Linked DNA regions of Mus musculus: all the other regions are linked to region 1. Evidence: chromatin contacts called from public HiChIP or PLAC-seq, Micro-C and promoter capture Hi-C data. All regions are on one chromosome and are shown on one strand. Each heading gives the region's core, a stretch centred on a gene start, on an enhancer-like site or on the middle of the called end of the contact. The rest is flanking DNA. Distances are from core to core; before and after follow the strand shown. Region 1 holds the start of Sema7a (sema domain, immunoglobulin domain (Ig), and GPI membrane anchor, (semaphorin) 7A). Region 2 holds the start of Cox5a (cytochrome c oxidase subunit 5A). Region 3 holds the start of Scamp2 (secretory carrier membrane protein 2). Region 4 holds the start of Loxl1 (lysyl oxidase-like 1). Region 5 overlaps Loxl1 (lysyl oxidase-like 1). Region 6 holds the start of Ulk3 (unc-51-like kinase 3). Region 7 holds the start of Cplx3 (complexin 3).

The links. Promoter capture Hi-C pulls out the DNA fragments that hold promoters and counts their contacts. A called contact is a pair of places that touch in the nucleus more often than the background predicts. HiChIP or PLAC-seq counts read pairs in DNA pulled down with a chosen protein or histone mark. Capture Hi-C pulls out chosen DNA fragments and counts their contacts.
Region 2: a FOXA1 HiChIP or PLAC-seq map of pancreatic cancer cells shows a contact between it and region 1. The contact joins the promoter of Cox5a here to the promoter of Sema7a in region 1. A contact is called at or near these places in 3 of 39 promoter capture datasets (the C10 cell line and pre-B cells) and 3 of 115 datasets of contacts at active chromatin or transcription factors (the SCID.adh cell line, extraembryonic endoderm stem cells and pancreatic cancer cells).
Region 3: a contact with region 1 is called in a promoter capture Hi-C map of pancreatic islet. The contact joins the promoter of Scamp2 here to the promoter of Sema7a in region 1. A contact is called at or near these places in 1 of 39 promoter capture datasets (the C10 cell line), 2 of 115 datasets of contacts at active chromatin or transcription factors (embryonic stem cells and pancreatic cancer cells) and 2 of 9 other capture datasets (liver and pancreatic islet).
Region 4: an HNF4G HiChIP or PLAC-seq map of pancreatic cancer cells shows a contact between it and region 1. The contact joins the promoter of Loxl1 here to the promoter of Sema7a in region 1. A contact is called at or near these places in 2 of 39 promoter capture datasets (hippocampal neurons and liver) and 2 of 115 datasets of contacts at active chromatin or transcription factors (double positive thymocytes and pancreatic cancer cells).
Region 5: a Micro-C map of embryonic stem cells shows a contact between it and region 1, with 2.1 times the contacts expected there. The contact joins the enhancer-like site here to the promoter of Sema7a in region 1. A contact is called at or near these places in 4 of 39 promoter capture datasets (hippocampal neurons, liver and pre-B cells), 1 of 484 Hi-C or Micro-C datasets (embryonic stem cells) and 1 of 115 datasets of contacts at active chromatin or transcription factors (pancreatic cancer cells).
Region 6: a Micro-C map of embryonic stem cells shows a contact between it and region 1, with 3 times the contacts expected there. The contact joins the promoter of Ulk3 here to the promoter of Sema7a in region 1. A contact is called at or near these places in 1 of 39 promoter capture datasets (the 3T3-L1 cell line), 1 of 484 Hi-C or Micro-C datasets (embryonic stem cells) and 2 of 115 datasets of contacts at active chromatin or transcription factors (the 230-238 cell line and pro-B cells).
Region 7: a contact with region 1 is called in a promoter capture Hi-C map of embryonic stem cells, with 2.8 times the contacts expected there. The contact joins the promoter of Cplx3 here to the promoter of Sema7a in region 1. A contact is called at or near these places in 4 of 39 promoter capture datasets (the C10 cell line, embryonic stem cells, liver and 1 more), 1 of 115 datasets of contacts at active chromatin or transcription factors (pancreatic cancer cells) and 1 of 9 other capture datasets (liver).

What each region holds. Positions count from the first base shown.
Region 1 is chr9:57,937,738-57,941,774 of GRCm38.p6, reverse strand. Sema7a (sema domain, immunoglobulin domain (Ig), and GPI membrane anchor, (semaphorin) 7A) reads right to left here and starts at 1,663. Exons shown (of 14, transcript NM_011352.3): 1 at 1,447-1,663. The coding sequence starts at 1,624.
Region 2 is chr9:57,519,073-57,523,109 of GRCm38.p6, reverse strand. Cox5a (cytochrome c oxidase subunit 5A) reads right to left here and starts at 1,878. Exons shown (of 5, transcript NM_007747.2): 1 at 1,695-1,878. The coding sequence starts at 1,782.
Region 3 is chr9:57,559,030-57,563,066 of GRCm38.p6, reverse strand. Scamp2 (secretory carrier membrane protein 2) reads right to left here and starts at 2,123. Exons shown (of 9, transcript NM_022813.3): 1 at 1,957-2,123. The coding sequence starts at 2,013.
Region 4 is chr9:58,311,064-58,315,100 of GRCm38.p6, reverse strand. It overlaps Loxl1 (lysyl oxidase-like 1), which reads left to right and starts at 1,889. Exons shown (of 7, transcript NM_010729.3): 1 at 1,889-3,415. The coding sequence starts at 2,215.
Region 5 is chr9:58,294,246-58,298,282 of GRCm38.p6, reverse strand. It overlaps Loxl1 (lysyl oxidase-like 1), which reads left to right. Exons shown (of 7, transcript NM_010729.3): 2 at 554-662; 3 at 3,787-3,924. Among named protein-coding and RNA genes, the nearest start is that of Loxl1, 17 kb to the left of the region's middle. Within about 2 kb of position 1,997, at least 73 of the 459 cell types and tissues checked have an H3K27ac peak or open chromatin away from gene starts, as enhancers often do. A contact at or near this core is called in embryonic stem cells and pancreatic cancer cells, where this site is marked.
Region 6 is chr9:57,587,708-57,591,744 of GRCm38.p6, reverse strand. Ulk3 (unc-51-like kinase 3) reads right to left here and starts at 2,293. Exons shown (of 16, transcript NM_027895.1): 1 at 2,059-2,293; 2 at 1,281-1,421; 3 at 964-1,084; 4 at 427-531. The coding sequence starts at 2,160. Scamp2 (secretory carrier membrane protein 2) reads right to left here. Exons shown (of 9, transcript NM_022813.3): 9 at 2,947-4,037.
Region 7 is chr9:57,604,640-57,608,676 of GRCm38.p6, reverse strand. Cplx3 (complexin 3) reads left to right here and starts at 2,396. Exons shown (of 3, transcript NM_146223.3): 1 at 2,396-2,696; 2 at 3,873-3,960. The coding sequence starts at 2,533. It overlaps Lman1l (lectin, mannose-binding 1 like), which reads left to right. Exons shown (of 13, transcript NM_199222.3): 12 at 344-471; 13 at 1,397-1,644. The coding sequence ends at 1,529. It overlaps Gm32392 (a long non-coding RNA gene), which reads right to left and starts at 2,246. Exons shown (of 3, transcript XR_003948333.1): 1 at 1,967-2,246.

The DNA.
Region 1 (4,037 bases), core at 414-2,913:
GAAGTGGTGCGACTGTGGAGGGTGCAAGTATCCACCATGAACTGGATGTTCAGAGGTCCAGATAAACTGCTCCTCTTCCACCAGTTACACCTCTGGCTGGATGGCGGAGTTGGAGACGAGAGTACCACGTTTATGGTTTGGAGAACCATCTAAATCCTTCTCCTCTCCCTAACCTGGCCCAGGACAGATCCAGAGTCAGATCAGAGACCCCTCCGGCACAGTGAGTGCCCACACTGCCCAGTGACCTTGGGCAAGTCACATTCTCTCAGCTGCTGCGGCAGTTCGGGCCACTCATTTTATGTGGGTTTCCCCCCCTCTGCTAAGAATACCTGCCCCAGATAATGCTCAGACTTCCGCAATCCCTGCAAACTGCCAAGGCATCAAAGGGACAGTAGGGACAGACAGGACAAGTACCCCCAGCCCCCGGTGTGAGTCCCCCATCACCACTAGGGGAGGGGCTGCAGAGATGCCAAATTTGGGTACAGAGCTGAGTTTGTCTGGGGGCGGGGAGGCATTTGTGTGCAATGCAGGGAGGGAGCTCAGTCCCTAGTGGCAGAAAGCCTCCAACCCCAACCTAGCCAGCTTTCTGTCCCACCGTCCGTGGTTCTGAACTGCGATGCCCGAAGGAAAGACTCCAGTCCCTCAGGTTCTCATATTCACTACAGTCCTAAGGATGCACACTCCTCCCCAGATACGCCGCTTGGGGGTCCCAATGGCCTCGCCCCACCCAATGGGCACTGTCCCCCCTCCCCGTGCTAGTGCCGATTTCTGGTGACAACTGCCACGTGCGGGCAAGGGGGGAGCGGCTGGTCCTAGCATTACGGAGACAGCGCCCAGGTGCTCGGAGCCCCTGCACCGCACCTTGTCCCGGTTCGCCGCAGGGTGCCCACCCCCTTGCCTGGCCCGCGCTCCGGGCCGGGGCGGGGGCGGGGGCAGGCGGCGGGGTCTTTGTTCCCGCAGCCCGAGCGCAGCGGCGGCGGCAATGGGTCCGCGCCCCCTTCACCAGCCGAGCCCGAGCCCCGCGTGCCAGCAGAGCTCGCAGCTTGCAAGGAGGAGGTCGGGGTGATGAAGCTGGCCAGGGGAAAGAAGGGTTCTGTATAGTAGACCCCGTGGCGGAAAGCCAAAGAGCCTCGGTGAGACAGGGGCCCGCAGCCTCCCCCCGCGCTCGGGCGCTGCGGCTCCGGCTCAGAGCTGCCGTTGGACTTGGAGCGCCACTTAGCTGGGCCCGGGCCCCAGCCACTCGCTCGCACGCTGCAGCGCTCCAGCCCGCTCCGGCGTGACAGTACGCACACTCACAAACACTCACCCGGACCCACACGCTCCCTTCGGGGCCAGCCTGAGACCCGCAGAGCTGCGCACACGCACTCTCTCCGGGTGCCGCACACTCTGCACCCGCCCCGCAAGGCGTCCGATCCCGCGCCCCGCCGGCCGCGCGGCGCCGCCTACCTTTCCAGACGGCGGAGATGCGGGGTCCGCTCCTCGAGTGGCCTTGGGCGGAGGCGGCGGCCACCCAGAACACCAGCAGAAGCCGCAGCCGCAGCGGGAGCCCGAACCGAGCCGGCAGGCTGAGGACGCGGGCGCGCGGTGCGCTGGGGGCGGCACGTCCGGGAGGAGGAGGCGTCATCCCGCAGCCCCGGAGCGACAGCGGCAAGCAGCCGAGACTGAGACAGCGCCCGGCCGCAGGCAGAACCTAGCGCCAGGAGGCGGAGTCAAGCGCCTGACCCCACCCCGCCCCTCCCCCCCGCCCCTCGCAGCCTTTTCTAGCTTTGCCGGTGGCCCCTTGCTTGTGCGGTGACCGCTGCCAGGAAAACCTTCGCTACCCGCACGCGGGCAACTCCACCGGGAGAACCCAGCTGCAAAGAAGACAGACTTGTGATCTGTCATGAGGGGCAGATCCCATCCCTCCTCTGGGCTTCAGTTCCACTTCCCTCGCCCCAGTGGAAAGAAAGGCCTAGGAAATCCGTAAGGATCTCTCAGCGCATGGATGAGTCTAACACCGGACAACCCCCCTTGCTGTCAGCTAAGTGGTTTGTAGTCAGAGAACCATTCTCATAGAATGGGCTTGCGGGAGTGGGACGCAGCTCTCTGCTGATCCTATCAGCCGGAGCAGGATGCTTTCCTCTGTGGAGGAGAGAGGGGAGGTCTAAGATGTGTGGGGTGCCCACAACGCCCCACGATTGCTCTGCCTGAGAGAACACTGGGAATTTTTCATCTTGGCCTGGCTCCCTCCTCTCCCTCTCCTTTCTCCTCCCTTCCCCAGCCAGCAGCCTTCTGGGCTGCCTCCCCCCAGCCAGCTGGTGTATGCTCAGAAAATCCAAACTCATTTCCATGTGCACTGAGGGGGATATAATTAGGAAGGCCCCTTCCCCAAGAAAAAAGTGAGGGGCACAAGACTCATAATCAGAGAGGGAAGGTCAGACCAATCGAAGGGAATCTTTCTCTGCCTAAGGCTCAGCTACATACCAAGGGCAACCTGGTGACGCGGTGGTAGTTCCATCAGAGGGTCCAGGCCCCTCTGCAGTCACCTGAACAACCCAGGAAACTCTGTCATTGGCTTATGTTTTCAGAGCCACTTTGTCTGCTCTTCGTAAAAGGGTCTCCCATGTTCCTTGGGCCAGAGATGGACAGATTCCCTACCTCTGCTTGTACCCAAAGAAGCTATGACTGGGAAATCCATCCAGGTCAGCTTGTCCCAATCTATTGCTTACTGTATATGTAGTCTAAGATGTACTGCACCAAGAAGAGACAGGGCAAGGAAGAGGGAACAGAAGTAAACAAAGACTTGACCTTCAAAACCCACAGACCCAGACATACTGAGCATGCTGTAGACACAGGCAGACCCTGGGCAGGATGCCCTGACCTCAGAGCCAGCCTCTTCACTGCTCCACGGGCAGGGAGGTTTTGATACAGCGAATCTTAGCTCTGCCAATTGTACAGTCTGCTTCTAGTTGTTTTCTCCATTCCTAAAAGCCCCAAAGTACCCTAGCCACTAAGGTGAATTCCTCCAGATCTCTCTGTGGGGAGGGGTCTAGAGACACTACAGGGCTGTGCACGGAGTCACTAGCTTCATGATGCCTAAGATCACAACCCCAGAAAGAAAAGCCTATTGACAGCCCAAGAACTCCTTCCCAGGCCTGCACTGAATCCTGTGGCCCTAAAGTTGGCAAACTGACCAGGCCAAAGTAGCTTCTAAGAATGATACTTGCTTTCTAGCCCAGTGACTCATATTCTGGGCAGTTATGCCCTCCAGTATCTTCATTTCTATAAATGATTGGGGCAAGTTAAGAAACCACCCATCCCTGCCTTTAAGAACCAAGCATTCAAGTGCATCTGAAATGAAAACATTACCCATGTGCACAGTAACTCATAAAATGCAACCCACTTCCGCCTACATCATTCCTCTCAGACCTACATTTTTTTCCTCTGATAAGGAAACATAGCTCCAACTTAGGGACAACTCTGAGGCATCCAGGACAACAGGGGTCCGTCTGAGATCAATTGGAAATGAATGAATGGAGACAGAAAGCCAACTTTTCTGACTTTAATAACAATTGCCAATAGTGTGGTTACTATTACATGCTATAAACATTCCACTGCCTCATTTTTAATGCCGACTTCATGATCCTAGGAGTTAGGTGCTATAGTTCCTCTCTCTATAAGCAGGGGAATTAAGGCATAGAAAGGTGATACAATCTACCTAAACTCACTCGGGTGGACAGAGACAGTGGCAGAGCTGGGACTTTAACTTAGGTGGTCTCTCTAGGGCCAACACCTTTGCTTCCATCAGTGTAATGTGCCTTTGCGTGCTGCCGCTGGTACTTGACTGCAGTCTGGGTCCAAACAATCCTCAGAAGGACCCAGACAGGGCTAGGTTACCACGTGCTGAGCAGAAGGGCAGGCCAGGGGCCAGACTCAGCCTCCTAAGCAATAGGGAACAGATGGAAACTAGGGGTAGAAGCCAAGGCGTTTGTTTTTTTTTTTTTTTTTTCCCAAGGCTGCATGCTAGAGTGAGAAGTGCTGAAGGCCGTCTTTTCTCC
Region 2 (4,037 bases), core at 629-3,128, 420 kb after region 1:
TGACAAGTACTCTTAACCTATGAGCCCTTGCACTCCCCAGGTTTCCTAAATGCATTCCAAAGCTGAGTGTGGTGGCACACACCCGTGGTCCTAGGCATTCCAGAGGTGGATGCAGGAGGACGATCATGACTACACAGCTACTTTTGAGTCCACCCTTGACTATCTAAGATGCTATCTAACCTCTTCCCACCAAAAAATCCTAAACTCCCTACAGTCGACTCTCTTGTTGTTAATACAATGCCTTACAAAAGACAAACTAAATGAAGCCAAAAAAAAATTCTTTAGGTTCCAGTAATCAAGGAAACAATTTTGGAGTGTCTGAGGCCCTTCTTTGTGTGTGAGGCCATGGCTAGACTGGAACACAAAGAGATCCACCTTTTTCTTTTTCTTTTTTAAACCTCCCTGTGAGTGTTGGTCCCAACGTACCTGGCTAAGTTATTTTTATATCTACACACATGAACTAAATCTCATAAAACACTAATGTATCTCAGACCAGGATCCAAGCACACAACTACTGTGATTAAAGTATAATGCCTGTGCCGGGTGTGGTGGCTCCCAAGGTTAATCCCTGCACTTAGGAGGCAAGAGGAATGCAATAAGTTCCTCGATAGCCCTTTTAGTACCATTCTGAGTTCTAGTCTAGTCTGGGCTATAGAGGCCCTGTTTCTAAAATAAAATACTCCTATTTATTTTAGGCCGATGCCGGCCTGGTTTACAAAGAGTTCCAGGACAGCCAGGCTACACAGCTGACACATACCACAACCAAACAAAACCAAAAGTAAGATAGATGTACCGTGCTAAGTGGAGAGGGTCTGAGAACACACCAAGTGGCAGAGCAATTATCTAGCAATGCAGGGCCCTTGGTTCCCCCTCAGCAATGGGGGTGGACAGTGATGGGACACAAAATCTCCTGATCACACAGAAGGGGAAACAAGCAACCAAACATAATACTTCATAAGTCAGCACTGAAGCTTCTCATTTTAAACGGGTGGAGGGGAATCCACGAAGCTTTCCCATGTTTGTACACCCAGTATTCCTCAGTATTTGGTACCCAATCTTGTAAACGTTATCATTCTTTCCATTAATATTTGTCAATGTTCAGGCTCTCTTACAAGCCGCAAGAAACCACACTTTAAATTATCTATTTGAAACGCAGGGCTAAAATGTGGCTCAACAGTCCTCAAACGTGGCCGTACCCAGTTATGAAGGTGACACAAAAATGCCAGCAGAGAATTGCCTGATCAGGGCTAAAAGGGTATTGTGTCCCACTGGGGAATCAAATTGTGTTCTAGGAAACGCAGAGGCGGGCGGCGCGCCCGGAGGCTCAATGTCACCTTCGCCAAGATGCCGCAGGCCGGCGGGGGCCACTCCCGGTCAGGTGGCTGCGGGGTCAGCGCAGGGAACGGTCACGGCCCAGAGACTGAAAGGAAGTGCTGAGCTCGTCCTCGGCGACCCCGGCAAGTCCACACACCTGACTGGCCGCGGGTTCGGCATCAGGAAGTGGCGGGGAGGGAGGCCCGGAGGAGTCTCCTACACGACTCCAGACGGCCGCGGACGCACTGCGGTCACCGGGCTCCAATGCCGGCTCGCAGGGCAAAGGCTAGGCCGCCAGGGAGCCTGCCCTCGAGTGGCGGCGGGAGCCCAGGTCACAGCAAGGACACGCGAGCGAGGGCTGTGGCGGGCGCGGACCTTACCGGCGGCGGGGCTGGGAGCCGAGGCGGGGTGCAGGAGGCCTCGGGCAGCCGCGGCTGCGGTACAGCGACGGAGGGCAGCGGCGAGCATGACGGCGACCACAGCGCACTGGCTGAGGCTGACGAGAAGCCGGTGTGAGCTCGCGGGCGGTACAGCAGTTCGCGGGGGCCGGACTCACGCAGCGACGCACGCTGGGCGGAGCATAAGGCCGGCCCACTGCGGAGCTCGCGCCTACGGAAGCGGGTGGGGCGCCATGCGGTCGCCGGCGGCTACGGCGGCCGTGGAGGACAAACCACGTCGGCGCCGCGCCAAAGCTGGTCCGATGACCCGGGTGACCGTAGTGAACATTCCTGCGTGGGAGGAAAGGCAGGGTGAGCAATGGACAATGTGGATTTGGAATCGCCAACAGAGGAGACTATCACAATTTGGAATTGTAGCGATAATAACGGCAAACTATAATAAGAATAACCGCTTTGCCCCCGCGCGTTGGTGTATGCTATAATTCTAGCCCTCTACAGGCTAAGTATTAGGAATTTCAGGCTCTCTTATGCAACCTGAGTCTCAGAAAAAAAAAAAATCATACTGGGAGTAGTGACTCAAGACAATAATCAACATTTTGGAGGCAGGGGGAAAGGGGATTCAAGGACAGCCTGGGTCACATGATCCTCCCCCACCCACTAAAGCCCAATTATTTACTTTTACCCATTAGGAAACCGACTCAAAAATTACGTTGTTTAGGGTCTAGGAAGATAGACGGTTTAGTGGATAAAGTGCTTTCTGTGGCTCAGTAGTTAATAGTTTATTAACTTTCTGCGCTCTCAGAGGACTCACGTTTACTTCACATCAGGTGGCTCCCAACTGTCTGTAACTCCCGCTCCAAGGGAATCTGACACCCTCTTCTGGACATCACAAGTACCCACATTGTGCTGTGCTATATACTCACACACATACATGTAAATAAACTTTACAAATGAAATGAAGGCACGGATGAATAAGTAAACGAAAAATGAAAAAAATGTACCTTGATTAAACGAGTATGAATCCATGAATTGGCTTTCCTAATCTTGACTTCTCTGAGCCAATTATGGGACATATGTTAGTTATCTTAATTTTATTTTTGGTTATAAGGTGTGGTAGTTATTGAATAAGAATGGCTCCCATAGTCTCATATATTTGAATGCTTGGTCATCAGAGAGTGGCACTATTTGAGAGGGATTAGAAGGTGTGGCCTTGTTGGAAGAAGTGTGTCATTGGGGGTGGGCTTTGGGGTTTCAAAAGCCCATGCAAGGTTCAGAGTCTCTCTCTTCCTGCTACCTTCAAATGTAGAACTCTCAGCTACTTCTCCAGTACCATTCCTGCCGTGCTTTCTGCCTGGATGATAATGGACACTGATCTCTAAAACTGTAAGCCAGCCCCAGTTAAATGCTTACTTTTATAAGAGTTGCTGTGGTCTCTTCACAGCAATAGAACACTAAGGTTTCATAGTAGCCCTGCCAGGCCTTGAACTCACAGAGGCCTGTCTGCTTCTGCCTCCTGAATGCTGGGATTAAAGGAGCTGGCTCACCAGCTCTTAGTTACTTTTTAAATTGATACAACAAAATATGTGACAGAAACAATTTAAGGAAGAAAGTGGGTTTGTTGTTGCTTGTTTGTTTTTTACAAAAGGGCCAGGCTATGCCAGTGCCTGGCAGATACAGAAGTGGATGCTCATAGTCATCTATTGGATGGAATACAGGGTCCCTAATGAAGGAGCTTGAGAAAGTACCCAAGGAGCTAAAGGGGTCTGCAACCCTATATGTGGAACAACAATATGAACTAACCAGTACCCTCAGAGCTATGTCTCTAGCTGCATATGTAGCAGAAGATGGCCTTGTCGGCCATCAATGGGAGGAGAGGCCCTTGGTCTTGCGAAGATCATATGCCCCAGTACAGGGGAACGCCAGGGCCAAGAAGAGGGAGTAGGTGGGTTGGGGAGCAGGGCGGGGGGAGGGTATAGGGGACTTTGGGGATAGCATTTAAAATGTAAATGAAGAAAATATCTAATAATAATTTTTTTAAAAGGCCAGGGATGTAGCTCAGGGGCGGAGTGCTTGTTTAGAATGATTTAACTCACAAGTAACACTTGCCTTTTTAAAGATACAGACTCAGTTGATGTTTATTATAGCCATGGGTGTAATCATCACAACTTTCTAGTTCCAGAACTTTCAGTCCAAGAATGGTTATCCCCACCCCCACCCATTGAAGGAACTTCTGACTGCCTTTCTGCTACTATAGCTTTATAAAGTTTTTTTATTTTGCTGGGCTTGAGGGTGGACAGTGCACACCTTTAATCCTAGCACTTGGGA
Region 3 (4,037 bases), core at 874-3,373, 380 kb after region 1:
TGCTTCCTGTCCTGCCATCTCCTGAGACTGCCTGGACAAACTGTCTTACTTGACTGCAATGCAGACCTTGCTTTGTTACTTCTAAAGTTACTCACACTTTGCCCAGTCATTTCTGAGGCCAGAGATGAACTTTAAGACTTTCAAGGAGCTACTCCTAATCCAGGGCAGCCCAATCCTGCCCTCTGTTATCCCTGGAGAAGATCTGCCGCAAAGTGGGGCAGCTGGCTGACCCTGAGAGCAGCAAAGCATTTCTAATTCTGACAGACTATAACCGGACAGAGGAACATCATATATACCACACACTCCCAGAGACTGCTGGACTTTTGCTATACATAACAGAACCCCAGTACTATAAAACAATCTATCATTAAATCAAAGGAGTTAGCAGAAGACAGCAACAGGAAAAATGCAAATACTCTTCTCCTCACTAAACTAATAGAGGCAAACGTTTGCCTTATGTAAGAGACATGTTCCCTGCAAAGGCTCTGTCAAGAAGCATTAAGCTACAAGAATATATTCTAAACTCCCCAGTGTAGCAAGGAATCAACTACCAAAATCTGCCCAAGGGTTCCTATCAGCTAGGTCACCTTGGGAAAGAAGCATAAAATTTCCACTCTCGGCCTGGCTGGGTGTGGTGGCTCGAGCTAGTTATGGCTGCACTTGGGAGGTAGAGGAAGGACCCCAAGTTCAAGACCACCATGTGACAGACACATAGGGCGTTCAGAGCCAGGCTGTGTTAGATGAAGAGATCCTGTTATAAATAATCCAAGGGCTCAGTGTTACCCAATATGCACAGCGGTGGAGGATTTGCCTAGAACGAACAAAGCTCTGGTTCAATCCCATTACTGCAAAACTTCAAAAGAGAAGATGGTCATACTCTACTCCCTGAGTGTATAACCATCTAGTTCAAGGCGCCTTTGCTTTGCTCCCACCCTTGGAAGGACCCACCCTGGAAAAGCTCAGTGGACTTCTCCAACACCTTCAGGAAATGCTGAAGCTGTAGAGGACCAAAATAAAGCACCAGCAAGACGAATTCAAGAGCTTGGTGACATACTAACACCGGAGGAACAGCTGCGCTCATAAATCCCCAGTCATCACAAGCATGCGTCCCTCAAACTGGTTTCGGGCAGACATGAAAGGAGAAGTAGAACGCGCCTTGGCACTAAAAGGAGTTCCAGTTCTTCAACATAGACAACTGGGCATCTCTGCGTTCTCCACGCGAAGGTTTTGGCTTAGGTCCGAAGACTGTTGTATTCTTTCAAAGTTCCAAAGGTCAGGCCGGTAACCACCCATGCAGATTTGTCAGACCCGTGTACCTTGGGCTCCAAGCTCCTTCACCTCCCTCTCCTCAAAGTGTGTGGCCCAAACTCAATCCAAACAAAGTGCTTGGCCAATAAGTAATTTTCTGGCTTGGCCTCTCTTCCTACCCTCTCTCAGCCTTCTTGATAAACACTAGGGACTCTCCTGTACTTTAGATGCTTGCTTCGCTACTGCTGTTGCTGTTAGGTGTTGGGTTATCTCCACATTTCTCCACCCCAACAGACTTCTACTTCCTCATTATGTTTCAATGAGCCTTTCTCCTAGGATGACTCAATACAGGTAGATCCCCCAAGACTGTAGAAATGGCACAGCAACATTTTGCTTCCCTTTCTGACTCTAAGACACCTCCCCAGGATAAGCGCGTGCTTGGCCCTTTTCTCCAGCAGAGGCCGGTCGGATGGGCTACAACCCGGGGTGCTCTAAGTGCCCACTTCTTTACAGCGCCCCGCCCCCTTGCCGCAGTTCCACCTGTTGCAAAGTCCCGCCTCCATACAAACTATGATAGGCCAGCCTTCAGATACCGCTCTCCCATTGGACAGGTGATCCGTCCCTCCTACGCCACGTCCCCGGCTCTGGCGAAAGAGGCCCAGGCCGCAGCCCTTTTCCCTAAAGAAATCTGAGAATTGGGGGTTCTACCTGGAAGGGGTTTACGTCCACTGGGTCCGCGAAGGGGTTAGTGTCGAAGGCCGACATGGTGATCGAGGGCCAGCGGGTGATCTCCGCGAGCGCTACTGCCTTTGGTCACTCAGACCCAGCGGCACACAGTGTAAACCCTCCACTTCCGGGAGCAAGGCAGCCGTTCTGGCGCAGGCGTAGCGCCCTCTGTGGGGGCGTGGCCCTGGACGTCACAAAGGTCCGTTCCGCCCCTGCCCAGCCTATTAGAAAGCGAAGGTTATTCATTCTGTCTCCATCCACTTTCTTTTTATCTCCAGAGATGCTGAGGATAGAATCCAGGGTCTCACGAATAATAGACATAGGTGTAGCCTTGAGCTACATACCCAAACCTTCTATCCACTTAGTCCTCCGGTGCAGAATCTCTTCTGATGTCTTCCTTCCTATGTGTATTTATTTTGAGCTTCCAAATAAAGGACTGGCAGGAAAGGATCATGCATTCATTCCTAGAGGGCAAAATTGAGGCGTTCGAGCAAGTCCCGGACCAAAAGGACAGGGGAGACATGTCAAACAGGAGTTATCTGAACAACTGTGCTCCAGGATAAAGCTGGAAGACCTTGCATCAACCCCTGCCCTAGATAAGCAGGATTTCTTTTAGGCTCCACCCTCCTGTGATTTCATAGATATCCTAGAGGTGGTAGTTAATTCACTCACAAACTCACAAACTTATTTATCCATGTCTTTCGGGCCGCTGTGAAATCTAGCTTGAATCGTTTCTTACCCTGGAATAGAACAGCGCTACTGATTGGTCTATTCTTGTGTTGCAACCAGATGGGTTTTTTGATTTTTGTGGTTTTGGTTTGTTTGTTTTGTTTTTATTTGGGGGGTTGTTTGTTTGTTTTGTTTTGTTTGCTTTTGGTTGTTTGGTTATTGTTTTTCCAGGGTTTTTGGCAGGTTGGTTTGCTTTTCTTGGTTTTGTTGCCTTTTTATTGTTTGTAGGTTTGAGGAATCTCTCATCCTAGAGTCTGATTGATACTCTTCTCACCAGCTAAGAAAAAAAAAATTCCAGCATAATTACCATTTACTGTTAAAGGCTGTTGACATAAAGTTAATATTCCTTTACTATGTGTATATTTTATGTTAGAGTAAAATGAATCAGGCTTAAAGCTTGAATGTTCATGTCCTTTTCCAAGATATTTCCTAAGAATCTCAAACAAAACTATTTACAATGAAGACATCATCTTTCTACATCCTGGGGAGTTTATCAACAGTAATCTGACAGGTCCACTTCAGAACTACCCAGTGATCTCGTTTAAGCTTTTTTTTTTTTTTTTTTTTTTTTTAATAGTCATGGTGGTAGTAGTAGTCATTCTTGTAGTGGTAGTAGTGATGCTGTGTGCACATGAGGGGTGGATGGGAGCGCATGTGTTAGGGGCTAATGTGGAGTTGGTTCTCTCCTCCCACATTTATGTGATTTTCAGGGACTGAACTCAGGTCACCAGGCACAGCAGCAAGCACCCTCACCCCTAAACCATTCTGCTGTGTGAAGTCCACTTGTTTAGTTTGCCCTCAGAGTCTTTTTGAATGTGTAGTCCCCATCTCTTCTCACCCCTTCTTTTGCCTACACTTCTTCATTCTACTCTTTAGTGGCTTTTCAGTTCCTGGAACTTCCCTATTCTCTCTTGTCTCATGGCCTTTGTACATGCTGTCTCTTCTAACTAGTACCAATGTACAATGAGAATAGTAAAGACAAAAAAAAAGCCTTTTTGACATGTAAAAATTGCTTAGCCAGGAATCCCAATACACCCAAAGCAGATATCCACTCAATAACCAGAACCCAGTGCGATATCACCCACTCAAGATAACTAGACGCAGTCCTAGAACTCCATGACACTCAATGGACAGAATGTGAGTGGAGACCAAGAGCCAGACTCTGCTCTCCACATCTGGAGAGAATTCGTCTTCATCTGCCCTGCAGCTGGAGACTCTCCCTCAGGACCCTGACCCTCAAATCAGAGACTTCTGTCAGAGACTGGTTCTGCCCTTCAGCTAAGTAAGATACACCACACAGGTGAGCAGCCTTGGGAAGTAAAACACGTTGCCAC
Region 4 (4,037 bases), core at 640-3,139, 370 kb before region 1:
CGCTGAAAACCATGGCCTGTGCCCTGATCTCCCCACCCCAAGACCCTGAGGCAGCAGTGGTGCTTGATCCCTGTCCCCCTACCCCATCCTGCCAGCCAGAGGGGCTCCTGTTAACCCCCTTCCCACCTCAAACCCATCCCATATCCTCCCTCAATTCTTCCTTCCTTCCCCTCCAAGCCCAAGGTACCCTAAGGCCTGTTTCCACTTCTCCTCTGCTGCCCATCTGGCTAGCTGGAAAGACCTACGGGACCCCAGGGATTCTAAGCAGCTGAGGCCAACACTGGGGGGGGGGGGGAGCAGGAGGGAGGGAAGGCTTAACCCTCCAGGTCCCAGGCTTCAATTGAACCAAGACTTGCTAGTCTTCAGCCTAATCAGTCACTATTGTAGGAATCCAGACATTACACTGGATCTACGATATCACGGGCAAGAGTGCTATTGCAAGCCCCCAATTTTCTGGCTAGATTAAGATATCTAGTGTCAGCCAGGTGTGGTGGCGCATGCCTTTAATCCTAGCACTTGGGAGGCAGAGGCAGGTGGATTTCTGAGTTCAAGGCCAGCCTGGTCTACAAAGTGAGTTCCAGGACAGCCAGGGCTACAGAGAAACCCTGTCTCGGGGGGGGGGGGGGGGAAGATATCCAGTGTCCCAAGACACATATGTGAAGTATCAGTCCTGAAACCCACAGTTTGGTGGGTTGATAGATGCTTCCTGGTAAGGATGGAGGGCAGAGGGGTCCTGGTTCCCAAAGAGCATCATTCTGGCTGTTTCCTCCTTAAACGGGGCCCAGGAGTTTACAAAACAGAGTCATCCAGCATTGAGGACAGATCCTTCCTGTCTTGTTTATAAGTCTCAGGGGGTAATCTTTGCCCTCCAGCTCCCAAGGCCAAACAGAAGACAGCCTAGGGGAAGCCTGGAGAACAGCATTTAGAGGGTAACCTCTTAGGTACCAAGTAAAAGTTAAAATTTACCTTTCTTCTTAGCCCTGACATCCCCGGAGGGAACAGAGAATCGGCCAGAACAGATGGAGTTCTGTGGAATAATCCCCCAGTGATCAATGTGTCCACTAACTCAGAGTTGGGAAGGAGCATGCGATTCCCAGGCCACGGCTCTCCCAAGGCCTCCCTCTCTCTGCTTTATGTTAAAGGTTCCCCTTGCCTCACAATGGCATATCTCATATCCAAGGCTGCCACCGGCTGGGTTCTTCTTATTCATGTTTAGACTCCGATTATTTCTGGCTATCAACTCAGGAAGCACAGGGCAGAAGCCACTGGAGGGGGTGGGGGGTACGTGATGTCAGCATCTGCCCTGAGCTCCCAAGTCCCCTTCAGCAGAGAGACATACCTATCCTAGTTCCCAAGCCTGTAGACTGAGACCTGGTAGAAGAGCTGAAGGTTCAGTGTCTTTGTACTCAGGACCAAACGCCCAATGTCTTCAGGATGCAGAATTACAGGGTGGCCCCAGCCAGAGGTGGGCATCTCCCCAGGGAGTCTCACCAACCAGGATGTCTCTTAGCACTAGCTTTGGAGAAGGGAGAAGGCACCCCAAGAACCCTAGGAAGAGGTGAAGTCAACGAAGAAAGTGGAATTAAAAAAAAAAAAAACCTGTGTCCAGGACTGAGTGGAACCAGCAGGGTAGTGCCCACATCTTAATCCTGCTATGTTTGCCAGAAACCCCACTTACCAGGCCTGAGTCCCCAGGGGCCCCCTCCTCCGCCCTACCTCATTCCCTTCCTCCCAGGCAGGTCTGTGGCTTGGCTGGAAGCTACAGGACTAAGGGAGCACTGATCTGTGGGACAGGCCACATAGCTAAAACCCGGCGGGCCGTAGGGCCCCGCGGAGGAGGCCCCAGCAGGCGGACCAGGTTTCTGAAACCTCCAGACACTTTCAGCCTGTTGCTTATTCATTCAGAGTGGGAAAGCGCCAGCCTAGCGAGCAGCCAGCCAGTGTGGGGCTGGCCATGTAAGGGCCCCAGGAGGTCCTGCCCGTCCCGTGCCCTACGGAAAGCCTCGTGCAGCCCTGGGCACCGCCCCTGCCCTGCCCTGACCCCTTGGCCTCGAAATGCTGTCATCGGAGGAGCCGTCCCGCTCGGGACAAGGCCAGGATGGACAAAGCTAGAGCTTGGGCAGGCGAAGAGCCATCCTGTCCTCGAGGCCGTGGGAAGAGAAGCACGCACCGAGGCCCACTCTCTGCCCACCCGGCCTCTGCAGAAGGGCCACTATGGCTCTGGCCGGAGCCGGCAGCCAGCTGAGGACCCTGGTGTGGAGTGCCTGCCTGTGCGTCCTGGTGCACGGGCAGCAAGCGCAGCCAGGACAGGGCTCGGACCCAGGACGCTGGCGGCAGCTGATCCAGTGGGAGAACAACGGGCAGGTGTACAGCTTGCTCAACTCGGGCTCTGAGTACGTGCCCGCGGGGCCCCAACGAGGGGAGACTAGCTCCAGGGTTCTACTGGCAGGCGCGCCCCAAACGTCGCAGCGGCGCAGTCAGGGGGGACCCCGGCGTCGGCAGGCGCCGTCCCTGCCCCTGCCCGGACGCGTGGGTTCGGACACTGTGCGCGGCCAAACGCGGCACCCGTTCGGCTTCGGCCAGGTGCCCGACAACTGGAGAGAGGTGGCCGTCGGGGACAGTACCGGCATGGCTCGGGCCCGCACCTCCGTCTCCCAGCAACGGCACGGGGGCTCCGCCTCCTCCTCGGTTTCGGCCTCGGCCTTCGCCACCACCTATCGCCAGCCATCCTCCTACCCGCAGCAGTTCCCCTATCCGCAGGCGCCCTTCGTAAACCAGTATGAGAACTACGATCCCGCGTCACGGACCTACGAACAGGGCTACGTGTACTACCGTGGTGCGGGCGGCGGCATGGGCGCGGGGGCAGCGGCTGTAGCCTCGGCTGGGGTCATCTATCCCTTCCAGCCCCGGGCGCGTTACGAGGACTACGGAGGTGGAGGAGGCGAGGAGCAGCCCGAGTACCCGGCCCAGGGCTTTTACCCAGCCCCAGAGAGGCCCTATGTGCCCCAGCCCCAACCCCAGCCCCAGCCCCAGCCGCAGCCTCAGCCCCAACCTTCCGACGGCCTTGACCGTCGTTACTCGCACAGCCTGTACAATGAAGGCACCCCGGGATTCGAGCAGGCCTACCCTGATCCCAGCACCGACGTGTCGCAGGCCCCCGCGGGGGCCGGTGGCACCTACGGTGGCGCTGGCGATCCTCGCCTCGGCTGGTACCCGCCCTATGCAGCCAATGTGCCACCGGAGGCCTACGTCCCTCCGCGTGCGGTGGAGCCACAGCCCCCATTCCGCGTGCTGGAGCCACCTTACTTGCCCGTGCGAAGCTCTGATGCGCCCTCCCAGGGTGGGGAGCGGAACGGCGCCCAGCAGGGCCGTCTCAGCGTGGGTAGTGTGTACCGACCCAACCAGAATGGTCGCGGTGAGTACAATCCACGAGCGCCTTGGCTCGACATTTTGGCCACTGGTGAATTGCTGGTGCGGACCCTGTTTGTTTCTTATCAAAGGCCTTCCAGTGGTGGCTTAACAAGGACCATGCAGCCCCTGCGTGCCTCTCCTCCTGAATCCAACTATTATCCATCTGGGTCAAAGGCCTATCTGGTAGGCCTGTGTTTTGACTCTGGCTTGGGGAGAATAGTGGAAGGACTAGCCAAGTTTTAAGTACTTTGCAGATCTAGCTGGGGTCATCTAGGGACGAGTGGGGAAAGTCTTGCTCCCTTGCTTCTCCCTCTCCCAGGGAATCTCTTAACACTTTTAGAAATTTCCCCTATGCCTGTGCACAAAGTGAGGCAAAGGATCATGGGAGTCTTGGACCTTCAGGGTCAAGAGGCCTTAAGAATGCTTCTAGAGCCGGGCGTGGTGGCGCACGCCTTTAATCCCAGCACTCGGGAGGCAGAGGCAGGTGGATTTCTGAGTTCGAGGCCAGCCTGATCTACAAACTGAGTTCCAGGACAGCCAGGGCTATACAGAGAAACCCTGTCTCGAAAAACCAAAAAAAAAAAAAAAATGCTTCTAGAGATGCTGCAGTGTCCTTGTGCCCTTAG
Region 5 (4,037 bases), core at 748-3,247, 360 kb before region 1:
CCGAGCAGCTCAGTTGACACCAGGCTTTGAATTCTGCTGGCTCAGGCAGTGTTTTCTTCCTGCCCACCCCTCCTACCAGTTAACACCCACCTAGCTCTGCCTATGAACATTTTGGGGCCCACCCTGGGCCATAAGCCCAGGCTGTCTTGGTGGTCTTTGAAGACGGCTCGCTATAGAGGTGAGGGGGGGGCGACTTGGCCAGTGTGCAAGCCTGGGGAGCAAGGACAGAGGGAGTGGCTCTGTCAGGAAGTCAGGAAATCCCTTGGTCTCCCTGGTCCTGTTCCTAAGCCTTTACTTGTGGCATGCCATTCCACCCTCCAGACACCTTTTCCCTCCAGCTCCTGGGTCTTGTTCTCATTCCAAATCTTCTAGGCTGTCTCAATGGCTCCCACACCACCAAGCTGTAGAGGCAGTGAATTGCTACTAACCTCCTTGAGCCCAGGACCCTCTGACCAGGAAGAATGGCCAACAGTTTGGTGGAGGAGGTCGTTGGAGCCATCGGTAATCAGCCTGACCTTTTGGTGCTGTGTTCTTCCTCTCCCACTCTCTCCAGGCCTCCCTGACTTAGTCCCGGACCCTAACTACGTGCAGGCATCCACATACGTGCAGAGAGCCCATCTGTACTCCTTGCGATGCGCAGCAGAGGAGAAGTGCCTGGCCAGGTAAGAGGCTTGGGTGAAGCATGGAGCAGAGTGCCTTGGCATAGTCCGTGGGAATCACCCAGAGTCTGGCAAAGTATCTGAGCCTCTCAGAGCCCCGCCCTCCATCTTGCCTGGCTCAAGGAGTGAGGAAAAAGAAAGGGATGGATCACATCAACCTACACATTTTATCTACGAGGCCCTTTGCTACACTGTGACGTCAGTCTTAACACCAGCCCAGGCAGAATGGGCTGCCCTATTAGGAGACTAAGGCATGATGAAAGGAACTAAAGTTGATCCTGTCTGTATTTCCAGTGGTCAGTGTGGGTGTTGGGGAAGTCCTAGTGGGCACAGAACTGTAGGGCGTGGACAGGGACGGGTGTGGTCCTGGCAGCCTGTCTGATCATAGCAGGGAATGGCTGGGCATGGGTGACAAGGGGGCCTCAGCCCTGTACTGTTCTGTTCTGCAGAGAGGAGGAGAGCATTGCCCTGGCCCTGCAGAGCTCAGCTTCTGTGCTCTGGGGGCGCTCTCCCTGTGCTGAAAGACCGGGTTAAAGGGGACATTGATCTGCTACTCTTCTGGGCATCGATGCCCAAAGCATTTTTCCCCCTCTTTAATTGTTCACTTTAAAAACACTTTTTTTAAAATTAATTTTTTAACGTGAGAACTCTCTCAGCTTTTACTCTCTAGGAAACCATTTGGAATGTCAACATTTACTCATTTATAGACCTTTAGCCCCGTGCCCCTCAGAGTAGTTGACCATAAGCTCTTATCTCTCCGTGGTAAGATAAAGGACTTTCATCAGCATGGAACTCAATGGAATGCTTCTTTCCTAACGGCATCTGTTTTTAAGATGAGACTGGTCGGAGGGATGGGTAGAGCAGCTGATTTACACTCTGGTGAAAGTTCCTTAGATCATCACAATTGGGCAAAGTATCCCTATCCCGCCCATGGACAGCCACTCAGTTGACCTGGCCATTCAGGCCTTGTCTTGTGTCCCTTGTCCTGAGGAGGAGAACACACCACTTTGGCTGACATTCTTCCAGTGATAAGGGTACAGTCTCCATGGCGGCCTGCTTGGGTCTGAATCATTTTTGTCAAAGCTAAATTCTCACTACATCTTCTTGGACTATCTTAAGTGCCCAGCCCTGAGCTCCCAACTGGGTGAAGAGAAGGCAGCCTGCCCTGTGCCCTGGGCGACTTCTTCATCAAGCTGGATTGAGTGTCCCCTCATTCCAGGCTCAGATGATGGAACTAAGCAGGCAGAAGGAGGAGACAAAGAGCCAGGATGCACAACTCTGAGGCTAGGGGTGGGGGTGGGGCTGAGTGAGGTCAAAGAAGGAGGGGCCTGCAGGGATGTGGCCTCCTGGAAGGCTGGGATGGGATGACCAAGTCAGAGAAGCCGGCAGAGCTGGGGCCCTGCAGTGGGAGGCTTCTCTGCAATCAGTTCAAGTGTGGGCTGGAGCCCTAGGCCAGGTCCCACACTGCAGACCGAACCCAGAGAAGGGAGGGGATTTGCTTCAAGTCTTGCCATGAGCCTGTGGCCAAGCTAGGCCTAGAAGCTAGATCCGGTCGCTTTCCCACGATGTTCTGAGACGAACAGCAGGGCAGGATTTCACCAAATAGGCAGGGAGGATGTTTTGTTTCAACCCAGACACAGACAGATTCCAAACCTCCCCCAGACAGGGCCAGGGCCTTGCGTCTGAGCCTCCTGCTGGCCAGACATATTCTCGGAGAGAACTAATCCCCACAATGGGCCACCTCTAGCCTCTGGCCTTACAACCCATCCCCAAATGAGGCCAGCCAGGACAGCTGTCAGCGGTCAGCTGCAAAAAGGAGAGCTGGCAGCCAGGCTTCCTGGTGTGTGTGTGTGTGTGTGTGTGTGTGTGTGTGTGTGTGTGTGTATGTCCTTCTCTCAAAAAAGATATTCCTCTTTTCTCTTTCTTCTGGTAATTTAAAGTCACAAGTTTCCAGAAGACAAAGTGCACATTGCTGGTCTTGAAGCCATGCCATCAGGGAGAGGTGGTCTAATCACACCCGCACCAGCCAGGGGACATGTGACATGAGGATGAGCCATTGGTAGTATTTCAAGAGCTCACAGGCAAACAGGTGCTAAGTACAGCAATCATGGCAGACTTCATAAAGGGACTTGACTTGGGCCTAGGAAGCTTAGTGAGCTCTAGAGCTATGGTTATACAAACAGCTTGGGAGGAGTGGGAAAGAGAGACGTCTTATGGGAGAAAAGTCCTTGGAGCTCGCACCCAGTCTGTAGTGGAGCAGGGCACAAGGGACCAGGAACATGAAGACTTAGCCCAAGATGCTCAGACCTGGCTTTCAGTCACACAGACATGGCATACACTTGGGTCACCAGTTAAGGCTCTGTCCAGAAGGAGGAAGAGCTTAGAATCTCCTGGATGTGTCTGTTAGGATCTATTTATATTTGTTTATTTATTTATGTGTGTGCATGTGCATGCACTCGCGGGAACAGGTATGCGTGATATGTATTCATGTACAAGCAAGGGCCAAAGGACAGCCTTTCAGGTCATCTTCCAGGATATCACCCACCTTTTTGAGTCAGGGTCTCTCATTTGTATGGAAGTATTCAGTTATGCTAGGCCACTGGCTAGCAAGCTTCACGGATTCTCCTGTCTCCACTCCCTCAGTCTTGGCATTAGGAGCACATGGCTCCAGTACTGGGTTTGGACTGGGCTCTGAGGATTCGACTCAGTTCCAAATGTTTTCAAAGCAAACACTACCAATTCAGCTGTCTTCATCCGCCCAGAACCGTTTGTTTTTTAATTATCCTCGGAAGATTTTCACGTGACCCTAACCTTTCCCAGGGTGGTGGCAGGCGCTGTCCCTTGCTGAGTTGCCTGGAAGTTGTGGTCGTCAAGGCTGTGGTCTGAGTCCATTAACAGCTGTCAGTCACACACAAAAGGCCAGAGAGGAGAGGAGGCCAGGGCTGGGTGGTTGTCTGGAGAGAAGGGGCCAGACCTCACTGTCATGCAGAGATCAAATGTCCAAGATCTTTGGGGTAGGAGGGAGCTGAGAGGACAGTGGCTAGGGCTGGTCACAGGGACCTGATGTAGCATCCTCTGACTTTGGGGGGTCACAGCACCATTCCACTCTCCTTCCCTGTCTCTACAGCACAGCCTATGCCCCTGAGGCTACCGACTATGACCTCCGAGTGCTATTGCGCTTCCCCCAGCGAGTGAAAAACCAAGGCACAGCGGACTTTCTCCCCAACCGGCCACGCCACACCTGGGAGTGGCATAGCTGTCACCAGTAAGTGAGACTCCAAGTGGCCTTTGCTTCTCCCCTTCTTGGTCAGGGCTCACTCTCAGCGACTGAATCCCTTCCCAGTAGCCCTGGGAAACTCAGGTGCTTGTTCCTGCCCT
Region 6 (4,037 bases), core at 1,044-3,543, 350 kb after region 1:
AGTTACGTCATGATCACTGGCCTCCAAACTCAAGCCCATTCTTTATATCTTACCAGAACCACAAACACCTGTCCACTGTTAAGTGTTCTCCTCAGCCGTCCAGACTGAGCCCTAACCCTAAGAACAGAGCTCACAGACTGATCCTGGATGCTGGTCACACATTGGCACTAGTTCCAGACTGAACCCCAACTCTAATTCAGACTTGATCCCTAGCTCCACCCACCACCCTGCAGGACAGAAAGTGTGGGCAGCCTGGGAATGGGTGCTACCTTTTGGCGCCGGGCTCAGCTCTACACCTCCTGATCTGTCACTAATGACTTAACAGAGCGACCCCTGGGAACCAGGCCGCTGAGGAAGCAGCACAGCCAGGAGCTCACTGTTCACCCACTCTAAATGAACTGCCACCCTGCTGTTCCAGACGCAGACCTGCCAGTTTCAGGTGGGGCTTCTCCAAAGAGCTCAGCAGGATGTTCTGCGGTTTCAGATCCAAGTGAGAGATGTTTCGTTCATGCAGGAACTGCAGGGCACTAGCTGAGGAGTCAGCCACCAGAAAATAAGTCAGAGCCTCTTTCCCACCTGCCTCTCCCCTCCCCAGGCCTCCACCTATCCCCGTACAGCTCTATTACTGCAGCGCTGTTCTGGCTGAGCTACAGAATATATAGAAGCAACAGACTCTGGCTACTTCTAAGAGTTCCCAAGTGCCTGTTCTCTGTACCCTTCATAAAACCACCCTCCCTTCAAGGAGCCTCCAGAAAAGCCCCAGCCCTTAAGGACGTTGCATTCTCCCTCACTAAAGCACTTGGGTTCCACCTACTGGGCCCTGGAAGATGCCACAAGGTTCTTACATCATGTTCTCCATGTGGAAGCCTGAATTCCCTACAGATGCTAGGGACACAACATGGCAGACTGCAAAGCATTGGGATAGGGGAGAAGAAGCCACGGGGTGTGTCACAAGCTTTTTACCCAACTGCTGCATGAAAACACGGGCCACCTTCTCAGGCAGGATCCTGCGGGTATGAATGAAGCGAGACAGGTCACCCCCTGCACAGAACTCCATGATGAGGTAGATATTGTCATTGTCCCACTGTGGTTGCAAGTAAAGAGAGAGAGCGTGAGTTCCAGGACAGCCAGGGCTATACAGAGAAACCCTGTCTTGAACCCCCCCCAAAAAAAGGGAGCGAGAGAGAGAGAGAGAGAGAGAGAGAGAGAGAGAGAGAGACAGCTTTAGGCGCTGTCCCTTCTCCAGCCGCCTTTGGAGGCACCCCTTCCTGGGCTCAGACCTGGAAGTCTTTCAGCTGCACGATATGGGGGTGCCGAATGCCCTTGAGGATCTCAATCTCAGTCAGGAGGTTTTCCACTGACGCCTTGTTGAGACTCTTCTTGGCCACGCATTTTATGGCTACCACTTCCCGAGTATCCTTCTGTGGTACAGAAAATTTGGGGTGTCTGTTTTGAAGGGGCCGACCCCATGGGCTGGAGTGGGCTCTGAGTCTGCAAACTTTCCCCTGTTTGGAGTCTGTCCACTCTCCATGGACCTCCAAGTTTCCCAGCTTCCACGTCTCAAATCAACGAGGCATCCGGATTCGGGAATCCCACCCCAGCAAGTGTTCTCCAACGCCGTGCTTCTAACCCACCGCATCACTTTCTAGAGGGGGGGCGGGGAGGGTTAGGGGGCGGGGGATGTCACTATTTAAAGAGCTATCCACTCTGCATTCTAACTGGTGCTGCCTCCTGGGAGTCTGACCCCAGACTCCTCCCAGCCCCTAAGGCAACTTCCGTGCAGAGCCGGTTCTTCAGCCACTGACACAGAGATTCCCTTAGGTCATCGCCCGCACCTCCAGACCAAACTGGCGTGGCTGTTTTTAAAACCTAAAAGGGGCGGTTAGCTCCAGCCTCCTCTACCAGCTTGGGCAGCCACTGTGGCCTTACTGCTCTCAAGGCGGTCGCCTTTCCTGCTCAGCTTGGCCCGTGACCCAGCCGGGCTTGCAGGGAGTTGGCTGGCACGGGAGTCGGGTGCCCGGCGCCGGGACACCTCCGGCACGACCCGCCCACACCCACCTTGGCGTAGGCCTTGTACACCGTGGCGTACGTGCCACTGCCCAGGCGCTCGGTAAGGATGAAACCGTCCAGCCGAGGGAGACCCCAGCTGGGCCCAGCCATCCCGCGCCCGCCGCCAGGTGCTTCCTGGTTCGGGGTGCAGGTTCCGGCCAGCAGAGAAGCTGGGGGCGCTCGAGGGGCGGCGAGGCGGGACTCCGCAGGGCCCCGGCGCTGCCCGCCGGAAGCGCGGCTCGACACCTCCCCTCCGAGGCTCCTCCCCGCCGGCAGCGGGCTGGGTGACACCCTCTGCCAAGGATTGCCAGGCAGGTTTCAGACACTGAGGCTTTAGTGGGTGTAGAGTTGTGTCGAGGACTGCGGACACGATCACATGGGAATGGCATCCTAGAGACCACCTACGTAGGGGGCGGGAGGAAGAGCCTGGCTCACTCCCTGCCCTTCAAGACCAGAAGCAGTGGATATGAAAATCCCAGGGCCCCACAGGGTGACGAGGGAGAACGGACTCCAGCAAGTTCTTCTCTGATCATCACACGTGCTCTGGCCCTTATTCATTCGTTTATTTGGTTTTGGAAGACAAGGTTTCTCTGAGTAGCCCTGGCTCTCCTGGAACTTACTTTGTAGAGCAGTCTGGCCTCGGAGTGCTGGGACTAACGGTATGTGCCACTATGCTTGGCGAAAAACAATTTAAATGCCTTTGGAAGAGACCAAGTTGCCATTGCCAGGGTCCTCGATTCTGCCTTTCAACTCTTTCCCTAGAGTTGAGTGGTCTGTCGTCCAGCACAGCTCAGCCACCAACAACCTTAACTGTCACCTCACCTATCTTAGTAGGCCCTTAGTCTGTACTTCAGTAGGCTATAGCCCTCCCAAGTCCACCATTGACATCAGGGCCAGTGCTGTCCGAAAATCTTTTTATTTAAGCACAAAAATTGAGACATGACATATACATCTGTACATGGAGGAAAATAATACCAGGAAGTTTACAAAACCCCGGTGGCTGACATTACCACTTGGTGGCTCTAGGGCTGACAGCATGAGGGTAGTCTCAGGAGGGCCCCAGTTCCCAGGGGCAGGAGACTGGCCAGCTTGGTGAGCTCTCGCAGTACTGACAAAACACAGGGTCCAGGTTTCCACAGCGGCTTCTTAGGTGCCACTGCAGTGACACACCCGTGGAGCCCCCAGGACAAGTAGAAAGGGACCTAGACTCCATTGTGGGAAGAACCCTCAGAAAGAAGGCTCGGCAGTCCTGCCTGCAGGACATAGTTCAGGACTGATTTCTTCCAAAAGACCCTAAGCGTTTTAAGAGGTGAGTATTGCTGAAGATAGGCAGGGGCCAAGCTAAGGCAGAGGGGCAGAGTCCCTTGGGAGGAGAGAAGCCAAAACAAGCAGACATCTACCCTCTCACAAGACTGGTAGAGGCTGGGCAGGACTTGACTTACTTGTCTTCGTCCCCTCCTCATCCCCCAAGTCTCAACCAACCCCACTTACTGTACATTCAGAAGTCTGAAGAGAGGCTAGGGAGGGCCCCCAGAGGGCACAAGGTGCTATCACACATGAGTCGTAGCAGGCACAGGGTCATGACTCGGTTGTGAAGAACACCAGGAGCTCACCGGAAGAGGACTTGGGAGACTTCTGTGCTCCCACCCAGAACACAGCTCACCTAGAGTAGAGCCACTGGGGGACTTAGGAAGCCCAAGCATGAAAGGCAAGGTTGTGGAGACCCAATACACATGGAGCCTGTAGAGGGAGGGAGTGAAGTACAGGGTGCCTGTGGAAAATCCCCAGTACAGTGAGCCCAGGTTGGCCCATGATCCCAAGCACATGAGTCCATTTGTTTTCAGGGAAAACAGTCCCATTGCTTCCAGACAAAATCAGACCAAGCCACCATTAGAAAAGGAAAGACAGCTTTGTTATTTTTTCTTTTCCCATGTGTTTTTTTTTTTTTTAAAGTCCTTGTCCCTTCCTCTCCTTCCCTCTTGTAGAGG
Region 7 (4,037 bases), core at 1,147-3,646, 330 kb after region 1:
TGAGCCACCATGTGGTTGCTGGGATTTGAACTCAGGACCTTCAGAAGAGCAGTCAGTTCTCTTACCCACTGAGCCATCTCTCCAGCCCCCACTCTTGTCTCTTAAGCTTTTAGTCTGTTGTTGACTTAAGGACCTACATCTTATGAACTATTCCCACAAATGGATCCACGTGAGACTGGAAGATGCAGCTTTGGACACTGCCCTTTATCCATGTTCCCTAGATGACAGCCAAGATGGCTCAAGCCTGAGGGAGATAAATAGGGACCATGCAAGGCATAGATTCCAAGTCCCCTCCCCTCCCCTGGGTTAGAAGCTGAGGCAGGGTCTCATACTTCCCTTTCAGAAGAAGACAGCCAAGGCCCCTCGCCCATCTGGCTGGCTTCTAGGATCCTCCACATGTCTGCACACCAGCATCTTCCTGTTCTTCCTCCTACTCCAGACTGTAGGCTTCTTCTGCTACGTGAACTTCAGGTGGGCCCTCCCACGGGCAGGACTCCCATTCTACCTGTATCAAGTGGTTCTGTTGAACTTGAACATCTACAACTGTCGAACTTGAAAGTGGGGACTCTGAGGCTCAGACGGGCGCTACCCACTTCACTAGAGGGCTGGGAGCGGAACGTAGACCAGGGACACAGCATTTGCAAAGCACAGATACCTTCTCAAGCCCCAGTCCCATCTGGTCCTGCCCCACAGAGCTCACTCTAGAGTGAGCATCTGAAAACTGATAGTCAGACCTTATGTCGCCAGTGCTATGACTGGAAGCTTGGAGACTTGGGGAAAAAGCAATTCATTCATCTTTAGGGTTGGGTTGGGGGAGTGGATGGGGAATCAAGGAACTGACCTGGAAAAGATATTTGATTTGGATCATTAAAGTGACTAAGAGTTTTTCAGCCTGACAAGATAGGCAAGAGGCACTGATGCAGAGGAAACAGCATCAGAAAAAGCATGGAGGCATTAAACAAAACAAAACAAAACAACATCTTTAGGGGGGAAAAAGACAGTCATTGAGTACTGTTTAAGTAAAGGGCAGGGCCAATTTGCAAGATTGGGCAAGGAATCTCGATGCTCTGGATTAGAAATAAATGTCTCTAATCTCAACTCTTGGAAGGCTGAGGTAGAGGGATGCCGAAATCTGGACCAACCTGGGCTGGCTACACAATGAGATCTTGTCAAAAACAAAAACCAAAGAAGAAAACCTATACCTAGAAGTGCAACTCTGGCACTAAACCACCCAGGTAGACTTCAAATGCCGGGGTGAAATGGGGACTTCATGGGACATCAAGGGAGACACAGAAGGTCCCAGAATGTGGCAGCCTGTCATACACTGAGTCTTGTGAGACAAGTGTGAATACTTGGTCTCAGAAGGGAGACTCAAGTAACCTTTTCTCTCTCACAGCAGGCAGGAGCTGGACAAGAGGCTTCAGGAGTACCTGTCCACAGGAAGCCTTTCTCTAGAGCCTGCATTACCCATCACCAGGACGATAGGGGTTCTGAGGAGACAGCCCATCTCCCCCAGCATGCAAGCCTGACCCAGCTCAAAGCCATGTCTTACTGGGGAAAAAAAATGGGGGATAGAGGATTTAGCCAGTGCCCACATCTCAGTTTTTGGCAAGTCCATCATATTAAAGGTGATTTTCCTCTTGCTGTTTTGATAGCCTCATTTATCTCCCAGCCTCACATAGCCTCTGATAGCTTCTACCTTCTCTGTGTGGGCATCAGGAAAGCAAACAGGCAAGCAGGCAAGGAGGCCAAGAGCCAGATACCCCCACACCCTTTCCCTCTGAACTACTGAAGCAAAGGGAGATAACTGTGCAAAATTCTGTCCCTAAACTCACCAAGGACAAGGACAAGTCCCTGTGTTTCCTTCTGGCTCATCTTTTCAGTGCCCTCAAACAATACTCCCCTTCCCTGAGGCTCTAGGGACAGCAGGGCAGACACGTGACAAAGGAACTGAGCACAAACTCACCGAACCATATAACTGGGATTCCTGCTTGCGCTTCTGAGGTCTCCCCCACTTCCTGGCCTTGAGCACTTTGAGGTAGATGCTAGGGTCAGTAGAGTGGAGGTGGGGGGAGGAGGAGGATGGAATGGTACATAAGGGTGGGGGTGTTTGCCCCTTGCTGCTACCGGGCACTCCAAGATGAAGTCCTGGTTCTCGATGACCCAGGAGAAGAGGTCATTGGAGGGTAGGAAGCAGGAACCAAGGCACACTTCAGCGCAGCCCCTTCTCCCAGGGCAGGGACCCCGCCACCACAAGCCCTAATCAGCTGTCAGCAGTAGCCAGCAGTGCTTTGCTGGCGCTAAAGAAGGCACGTGGGAAAGGCGGGAGTGAGGAGCAGGCACGTGGTTCAGGCTTCTCAGCCCCGTGCATGCCCCCCCGCACCCTCCCCCCTCTGTGAGGAGGGTTTTGGGAAGGTAGGGACCAGTGCTCAAAGCGTGGGGCGCGAGCTCGCAACCGGAGCTGTCCCCGGGACTTAGTGCTGAAGTAGGCGCTGACGAACCAGGCGCCTGGTGCGGTGGTCAGAAAAGACCATGGCGTTCATGGTGAAGTCCATGGTGGGTGGCCAACTGAAGAACCTCACAGGGAGCCTGGGGGGCGGCGAGGACAAGGGGGACGGAGACAAGTCTGCAGCCGAAGCACAGGGCATGAGCCGAGAAGAGTACGAGGAGTATCAGAAGCAACTGGTGGAGGAGAAGTAAGTGGAATTTCTTCTTCGCTCATGTGACCCTCACTCAAATACCCTCACGCTGCTACACCCACCTCTCAGAGATCCCCTCTACTTCTCCTAAATATAGTAAGAGAGCAAGAGGTGCTCTCTGAGCTGATTTTATAGCCATCCCGTTTCAAATCCAGGACCCTGTTCCAGCTTCATCCTCTGGCTTAGAGGGGGTTGGGGAAAGGGTGAAGAGTGTGGCAGGGGTAGGGGTGCGGTGGGGGAGGGTGCACGTGCATCTCTGATGAAATAGGTAATCCCTTAATCCGATCTGGTCTTAACCGCATGTATTCCAACTGGGGCTCCTCTGAGCCTGAGGCTGTAAGAAAAGTACTTTTCATCTGGCAGGGCTCAGCGTCATGGGGACAGATCCACGATGGGGGTATTCAGAGATACTGAGCCTACTCTATGCAAGAGTTCTAGGGCAGAGTGGAGATAGAGAGAGCGACGGTCTGAACATTGCGGGGAGGTTGCTTGGTTCTGATCCTCACTTTGCTTATTAGCTGAGTAACTTTAGAAAAGTCATTTAACATTTCTGTGATTTCCTTTCTCCTTCTGGAAAATTGGAAGTGGTAATCACAATACGTGCTCTATACGTCTGTGAGGACTGAATGACTTAATGCATGTTAACCCTTTAGTATAGCGCCTGGCACGTGGCAAATCTTCATGACATGTCAGCTATTGTCACTCAACTTAGTACCGGTTGTTTTATGAGTTGCAAGTTTTCTCACTTTACAGAAGTGGAAGGAATGTGGCATACCAAAAATAGCAGGTTAGGATCAAGTCCAGACTGTCCCACACACACCCCTGCACACATAACCCCACCGCCCCTTCCACACAGCCTGTCAGAGAAGCAAAGAGAGACTTGAGTCAGAGATTGCGAAGGATCTTCAGAGAGAGACTCAGACAGAACAAGACTCCCTCCCACTCAGCTCTCTCTATTGGCAGGAGTGGAGAACACAGAGGATGGACACGGTGGTGGGTTGTGGCAAAAGCTAAGCCTGCTAGTCTGAGGGGATTAACTAGGCACAGGCCAGCTAGGGGTTTGGAAGGTCCATACTGCCTCCTTCCAGACCATATTAGCCCCTCCTCTGCAGGCCCCACACCTTCTCTCAACCCCTGAGATGACATCACAACTGGTATCCTCTTCTCACACAGGATGGAGCGAGATGCACAGTTCACACAGAGGAAGGCAGAGCGGGCCACACTGCGAAGTCACTTCAGAGACAAATACCGTCTGCCCAAGGTATCCAGGGCCTAACCTGTGAGGTATTACTGGGATCCTGAGCACCGGGAGCTCAGACTCCCTCAGGACCCCTCAAC